Linked DNA regions of Gossypium hirsutum: regions 1 and 3 are each linked to region 2. A link is a contact called in public Hi-C data. All regions are on one chromosome and are shown on one strand. The core of a region is the stretch at or near the end of the contact, and the rest is flanking DNA. Distances in the headings are between cores, read along the strand shown.

Region 1 (2,700 bases), core at 200-2,699, 340 kb after region 2:
AGCTGTGAAACACACAAGGTGAACTCACTTCACCAGGCCACTCGCCCCGGTGCAGTTGAACTAGCAAGACCCCTAAATGCAACAAAGAAAAGTACCTGAGTCATATTCGGTGCGAAAACCATCGCGATGTTGCGTGCATTCATTTTGTTGTATTGTTCATACTCCACAACATCTGCCATCAAATTGATAGCCCAATCAAGTAAAGCAGCTTCTGTTGAAGGAAGCAACTTCACAAGCTCAACGCAATCGTCTTCCGTGTTGCAATGCATCACCTGCTCCGGTGTAAGGCAATCGAGCACTCCACTAGGAAGTTCTCTAAACCATGCCTACGAAACATTAATTCGAAACCAGATATGCCGTGAATCGCAAGGCACAAATTCAATCATCACCAAGGTTTAAAACCAGACATGCTTATATATATCTATACCTTTATCAAACCAGCTAAACAATGGACATCGATTCCGTGCGGTAAGATACCTTTGTTTAACTTGTCTCGAACATACTCTTCTTGACTATTTTCGGCATTAATCCGAAATATTCCTTCTGCCTTCAAATGAAACACAATTAAAACATAATTTAGTCATTAAACCAACATAGGCTAAGACTCTTACCTTAAGACCTCCTTCATCATAAAAACAACTCTGCATCATAAGAAGAATTGTTGGCAAACTATTCCCTTTATCATCATAAGAACACTGCATTGACTTAGGAGAAACCCCAAAAACACTTGCACTGTAAACATGCAATAAACAGAAACAGATCAATTGAGTTCTTAGAATCCATAACCAGAACTTTCATGGATCCAAGGCTTTGAAGAAACAAACCTGGCACTAGGAACCTTTGAGGGAACATCAGGTTGGAGTTCAGTAGGTAAGCCGAGGAAGCCATTAAAGCAGTCGAAAGTAACATGAGAGACATGCTTGACATCAGTTGGTAAGCTAATATCCATGGAAGATATGTCGTTGGTGTCCACACTGCAAGTGACTAATGACTTCCTTAACAACGCTGCTAATATATCCACAAACGGGAATTGGTTGTTGTCTCGTCGTCCTCCATGACTACAACCAAATTTCGATTTCGAGCTTATCAATGGCGTCGTAGCAATAGGGTTCATCCCATCTTCTGCAAAATCTTCTTCTTCTTCATGATCGTCATTCGTCTTGGTTTGGTGAAAGAATGGACTCGGAGCAGCATGGTTTAACTCACTGAGTCCGAGCAGTCCACAAGATTTGGATCGAAACAACCCAGCCATCGTTCTCTCTCATCCAAAATCTTACGTTAAAATATGTATTATATATGAGAAAATGAAAATAACAGCTCTTATTAATTATAAAAATGCATTAAAATTCAACTTAAATTAGAGTGTACATATATATACATATATATTCACTTCTTGTCCCCCACAGTACAGTCACATGGGCACATGGCAAGGTTTCTTTTTTTGTCTCAAATCTGAAGCTTTTATGGGTGCTTTCTACCCTACTAATAAGCTGTCATTGCAGAAAGACAGTTTCAAGAGTACCATTAAAAAAATATATTTGAAAAAAAAATCCTTTTTTGTAATATATACACATAAGGTCCCATTAAACATCTGTTCTTTAGGCTAAATTATGTTATTAGTCTCTGAACTTAACAAAAATTGTGAATTTAGTCCTTTTACTTTTTAAATTTTAAAGTTTCAGTCCTCACCAAAAGAATAACTATTAAATCCATTATGTTATATTCTATTATTTTTAAAATTTGATGTGGCAAATATATTATCATATGTGTAATACCATGTCAACTTGTTATTTCCTCATTATTCACTAAAAATCCAGTTAATGGATTAATGACCATCATTTGTATCAAGATTGAAATTGTAAATTTCGAAAAGTATAGAGACTTAGAATTGTACAATTGGAGAATATAGACTAATCTACAATTGTACGCATAGTGCTAGACTAGTAATTGAATTTAACCAAATAAATTTAATTCTTATTATTTGGGTGATGACTAAAATTTCAAAATTTTAAAAATATAAGGACTAAAATTGACTAATTTAAAAAGTATAAGAACTAAATCTACAATTTTTTATAAAATAAAGTGAGTGATAGCAAAATTTAACCTTTCTTTTATACGACACCTTCAATGTCCCATAGTTACATAAAACCTTTGAATTCAAAGTTAAATCAAATTAGATTTGGGGACCAAATTTGTTCCACTGCTATTTTCTTCATTCCTAAAACTTAAATTCAATACTTTACTTAAAAAGTATCTAGCTTTGATCAAACAAAATAGGTAAAAGTGCAATGGAGGCCCTTATACTATAAGTCAGATTATATTTTTTTCCTTTTACTAAAAAAAGAGCAAATTAGCTCCTATACGTTAAATTAAAAAGCAAACGGATCCTTCTGTTAAAAATTTCATCTATTTATAATTTTAAAATTTGATCCCTATACATTAGAATGAGGTACACTAAGCATGCCACTTGTAATTGTTTGGTTATATTCCGTCAGCCATGTCAATTGTTAACAACAGAAATAGATTGAAATTTCAATAGAATTGACCAAATTACTTTTTAATCTACCGTTTTTTAAATACAGGAACACAAATTGTAATCTAAACAACTAATAGAGGAATTCTATAGCACTTTTACCAATCTTTTAATATAAAAGTGGATGGAAAAGCCTGTTAAATAGTTCTGAACAGATAGACATGGTA
Region 2 (2,700 bases), core at 90-2,589:
GATCACATAGTTTTAGGGTTTGGTTAGCCCTTACTGACTCTACGATAAGCCCACAATCGATCGGAACGACCCGTATAACCCTAAGAAAAACTTCAAAAAAATGGGCCCACGCGTCCGTGTGCCCACACGCCCAAATTGGCCTTGCCCGTGTGACCCACACGGCTTGGCCCAAAACCCACATGCTTGTGTGGCATGCCCGGTGGGTCCACATGCCTATGTGGGCCCATAAACCCAACTTGGCCTAGCCCGTATGGCCTATACAGCCACACCCACACTACCACATGGCCATGTCTTGTGCATGGTCATGCCTTCGTCGACCACACGGCCGTGTCTCACACACGGCCAACCACATGGCCAGGCACACACTTGTGTGGCATCGATAGAATAGTTTTTTAGCTTTTGTCGAAGCTCAATTTTCTGCATTTCGAGTACACACTTAGTTCATTTTTGCAACGAAAATAATCTTCAGACCACCCAAACCTAAGAAACAACATCCAAATTCCTAAATTCAGTACACACTTGTGAAACTCAAACCAAAAATATTCCACAAACGGAGCCTTACAACATCAAACAATGAACTCAAATACTTACCACCAACGACAGAAACCCATAACGCTTAAATTGATGCCGGAGCACCAACCGATTCTTACCCTTCCCCTAACTGAGATAAACACAAAACCCCCCATTAAAACACTAACCTTGAAACACTAAGATCGTATCAATACAAGACTTACCGAACAATACAGTCAAAATTTGCACAAAAGGAGGCAAATTTGGAAAAATCGAGAAGGAGAGGAAGAGACGAAAATAGAATAGAGGAAAAAAGGGAACAGAAAACGTCAAAAAGAGAAAAGGAATTTTGGGAAAACAAAATAAAATAATTAAAAGAAATAAAATAAAATAAAATCTTTTAAATTACTAAAATCCGACTAATATCCTCCCCACTAATCCACATCCAACTACTCAAGAATTTCGATTCTTTTCAACTTCTATCAGATGCCCAAAGTAAAAATTATCACCTACAACTTATATAAGGATTCAAACACAGGACCTCCAACACAACAACCCCCTTACCACTCGAACCAGCAGGCTCATTATGATATGAATTAATAGACAATTTTCTATAAGTCCACTCAACAAGGGTAAGGCTTGGATCAAAAATAACAAAAATTGTCAAAGTGGGAATTGAACCCAAGACCTCTCACACACGCCCAAAACACTTAACCACTGAAGCAAATACATAGTTGTGTTAAATATTTACAGAAACAAAAATAAATTATTTAAGGCGTTACATCAGTAGTCAAAAGCTTCATCCATGATGTGAAGGAGCTAGTATCCATGGATCCCAAATCACTGTGCGGGCTAGAACTTTACAACAGTGTCCTCATGCACTACGTTAAAGCTTCCTCCGCTTACTTAGGCAAGCAAGAATACGTCGTAGATTTCGACATCACCTGTTACAAGAGCAAAGACCCTATGGCTCCTAAGCTTTACCAGGACGTGTTGGAAAAGATCGAGCAAATGGCTTTGTTCAAATATGATGCGTTGCCGCATTGGGGGAAGAACCAGAACTTGGTGTTCGATGGGGTGATCAAAAGATACAAAAATGGTGGAGAGTTCTTGAAGGTTAAAAATACGAATAGACCATTGAGATTGTTTTCAAGTGAGTGGACTAACCAGAACTTTGGAATGACTGTGTATTTCTTCCCAAGATGTTTACTATGCTCCAAACAAGGGCTGTCTTGTAGGCCTGGGAAAACTTTTACAGATGCAAGAGTGTGCATTAAGAATTAGGGGTTTGATTATTTAGTTTATTCCTTTATAGAAAAACGCTATTCATATATGGAAAAAAAACTATCAACATAAAGAAAATGTGATTATTGTAAGGTGGAAGTCGATGGTGTAAATCTAAATAGTACTTCAACTTTGTCATTGACTTAGTATCTTATTAGCAATTTAACTTATTAAAATATTAACCACATAAAAAATTACGTAACCATGTAAATGGCCAGTGACTCGTATTTACAAGGTGTACTTTAATACCAAGTATAGCAACTAAAAGCACAAGCAAGAAAGTCAAATCTTAGTTTTGTCTGCAGGGTCGACTTTTGGGTTATGGCTGGTAAAAGTGTGCAAATTTTGGGTAAAACCGAATTAATTCGGTTAACCGATCGAATTCGGTTAATCGGTCGGTTAACCGAATTAATTCTGTCGATGGTCGGTTAATAATTTTTTGAAAGTTTACTTAACGGTTAATTCGGTTCGAAATCAGTCGGTTAACCGAATTAATCGAATTTAATAAATAATATTATAATATATAAGTATTCGGTCAGTTCGGTTAATTTTTTGGAAATATAAATTAATCGGTCGGTTAAGTCGGTTAATTTTTTTGAAAAAAATTTGGGTTCAGTTAAAGGTTAAGGGTTTAAAAAGGTTGGTTAATTCGGTTAATGGTAATTTGAGTTGATTAACCGATTGAACACCCCTAATAGCTGGACATAGCTTCTTAAACAATTGTTTTTATTTCATTTTTAATTTCAACTCATATTATCAAAAAAAAATTCCACATTTTTGTGGTGTTTTATTTTGTTCGCTATATTTATTTCTAAAATAATTAGTAGTTTAGTTTTACTTTTAGTTTTAGTAATTAATGATGTTTTTAGGAGATTTGTGAAATTAAAGTTATCACATATTTATTGA
Region 3 (2,700 bases), core at 156-2,655, 360 kb before region 2:
TACAGAGAAGTATTTGGAACCGAAGCATGCATAGCAATGGAATTACACAAGGAAAGAAGGGAAAAAGATTGGTCCAGAATCTATAATACTTACTATATGTAGGAAGATTCAGAAAAACAGATCACAAAAGAAAGAGCTACTTAGTGTCAACTTCATTCAACAAAAACGTAATATTTCTAATTAACATGCAAATACCAATAGCAATACAACTCTAAAAGAGTCACTACCTTAATGTTATATAACTAGTAATTGACCAAAACACACCTAATCGAACAAACTGAATCCCATATCGTCATCACTCTCTTCCTCCGGTTCTTCCTTCTTCTTTTCCTCAGCAGGAGGTGGTGCAGCAGCACCAGCTCCTCCGCCAGCAGCAACAGGTGCAGCTGCAGCTACTGGGGCACCACCACCAGCAGCTCCAACATTGGTTATGAGATCCTCAATGTTGCACTTCTCAAAAAGCTTAGCAAACAAGCTTGGCCAGTAGGATTCAACAGAGACATTTGCAGCTTTAATTAGTGTAGAAATCTTCTCAGCCTATAAACCATAGTTAAGGAAAAGTAACCCATATGACAAATCTCTCATTCTTTTTCTAAGGTTACAAGTACGATAAAATTAAAGTATAAAAATACAAATACATGTCAAAACAACCACAAAGTAAAGTATAAAAATACAAATACATGTCAAATCAACCACAAAGTAAAATAAATTATTACAATACAAAGGATTAAGGAACAATTGAGATCAATGCTGACTATATCAGACTAAGACCCACGTATCAACAGGGACTCAAAGACCCCACGATATTATTAAACATGATAGTCTCAAATTTAGGTACTCAGAACCCAAGGCCTCCGCTTTTTCCAACTATACCAATGCCTCATCGGCAGGAATCTCTCATTCTTTTAACATCAGTAATTAATTTTTCGCCTTTTATTCAATAATCGTATCAGAGGAACGACAAAAATATCAAATTATAAATCATAAAACCCTAAATTGCATAAAGGATACGGTGATGGGGATGCCATCATCATAAAGAATAAGAGCAGCGTAAGAGCAAGCAGCTTCTCCAACAGTGGACATCGTTTCACTATTAAACACTATACAAAAACACAATTGAAACACAAGGCGATATAAATATTCTATAATAAAATTGAGAGTATATAAGAAAAAGAAATTTCTTGGGAAATTCTTAAAGGAAACGATCACACGAAAAAAGTAACAAGAAAAAGATATGATAATGAATAGAATTATTACCTGAGAAAAAATCTGAGAATGATGGGTTCTTGGGGAAGCTGTGCAGCGCCGCTTTCAAAGCTGGTATTTTTTCGTGCTAGGGTTTCAGAATTGGGGTTTTAAAGGGAAAAAGGTGTTAATTTGGGGGCTCCTGAGATTTCTGAGGCCCACTGAACTAAGTGGCCCGTTTTTATAAAAATAAGGTAAAAATTTCTCTCTAGTCTCTCTCAATTTTGATGTTGAGCATATTGGTCCGTCTCAAAAAAATTGAAGCAATTTAGTCTCTATAAATTTCAAAAGTGAAAAAATAAGTACAATTAATCAAGTCGTTAATGTTTTTCATCAATTGTACATAATTTTGAGTGGTTAAATAATAAATATAGCTTTCGATATTTGTATATTTTATGTAAATGTTTACGGAATATGTAAATGTTGCAAGTTAAATCTGTTAAATTTACGGACCAAATAACAAAATGGGTAATTTCGATTTAAGTTTGTTAAATCAAAACCAAATTAATAAAATGTATAAAAGTTAAGAGTTGAATATGCAAACATTTTCTTTCTCCCATTGTAAATGTCTCTTTCTATTTTATGTCTCCATTCCTCTATAGCTACAGCAATTAGTGCCCAACAAATAAATACATGTCTTAGGGTTAATGTTTGGTGGACCAAAACTTTCTAGCATAATTTTTTTAAATTCTCATCTTGTTTTTTTTATTTCTCTTAGCGAAAATAATTACAGTTAATATTTTTTTAGTATTTTTCATGTCTATTTTATGATTTATGTTCAGGATTTGTGGCTACCCCACCTAATAATATTGCTCTCGAGGTTTGAACCTCATTTTCCCCTTAAAAGTACAATGTGCTTTATTACCACAGCACTTGTTGGTCCCATTTTTTTCATTGATAAACAAGAAAAATCCTCTTTCCAAACTATCCAAAATTGCGTTTAAAATAGTAATCACCCTAGCTTAAGTTTTTCTCTTTTTTCTTCATTTCTAGGTTATTAAGGAACATGAAGAGATGAGAGAAAATTATGAGTATGTTGTCCATTGCTTAATCAAAACCTGTGCTGACTTCGTCTAAACATTATCGACTAAAATGTCTTATTATTTTGACAATAAGAATCTTCTCATTTAAGATTTAGATAAAAATTCTAATCAATGCTCTAAACAAGGCTTATCAATCAATTCATATTAGTGATCCATAATGAATACAAAAAAAAAAAGAAAAAACCTTTTTTCTTTTTGTACATATAAGAAAATAATGGCTTAATTTATAGTTAAAATGTAGCAACTTTTTGGTTATTTTTTGTCATGCTGATAATTAACAGGCTAGCTTGATTAAGGCATTACTAGACAAATTTTGCGCTTACTCAGGGCATCACATTAATGCGCACAAAACTAATGTTTTCTTCTCTAAAGGGGCAGACAAAGAGGCTGAAAGTTATTTGTGTAATATACT

What was found. Hi-C and Micro-C count contacts between places; a contact is called where the count stands out from the background.
Region 1: a contact with region 2 is called in a Hi-C map of leaf, with 3 times the contacts expected there. The contact joins the promoter of LOC107948144 here to the promoter of LOC107919393 in region 2. A contact is called at or near these places in 4 of 34 Hi-C or Micro-C datasets (all in leaf).
Region 3: a contact with region 2 is called in a Hi-C map of leaf, with 2.2 times the contacts expected there. The contact joins the promoter of LOC107923369 here to the promoter of LOC107919393 in region 2. A contact is called at or near these places in 2 of 34 Hi-C or Micro-C datasets (leaf and petal).

Annotation. Positions count from the first base shown.
Region 1 is chrA12:82,138,587-82,141,286 of Gossypium_hirsutum_v2.1, reverse strand. It overlaps LOC107948144 (rho GTPase-activating protein 5), which reads right to left and starts at 1,449. Exons shown (of 5, transcript XM_016882615.2): 1 at 825-1,449; 2 at 612-732; 3 at 428-547; 4 at 96-326. The coding sequence starts at 1,252.
Region 2 is chrA12:82,480,332-82,483,031 of Gossypium_hirsutum_v2.1, reverse strand. LOC107919393 (probable truncated L-gulonolactone oxidase 7, mitochondrial) reads left to right here and starts at 1,339. Exons shown (of 1, transcript XM_016848869.2): 1 at 1,339-1,794. The coding sequence starts at 1,339. The coding sequence ends at 1,794.
Region 3 is chrA12:82,845,327-82,848,026 of Gossypium_hirsutum_v2.1, reverse strand. It overlaps LOC107923369 (60S acidic ribosomal protein P1), which reads right to left and starts at 1,405. Exons shown (of 3, transcript XM_016853570.2): 1 at 1,258-1,405; 2 at 1,012-1,100; 3 at 122-537. The coding sequence starts at 1,083. The coding sequence ends at 265.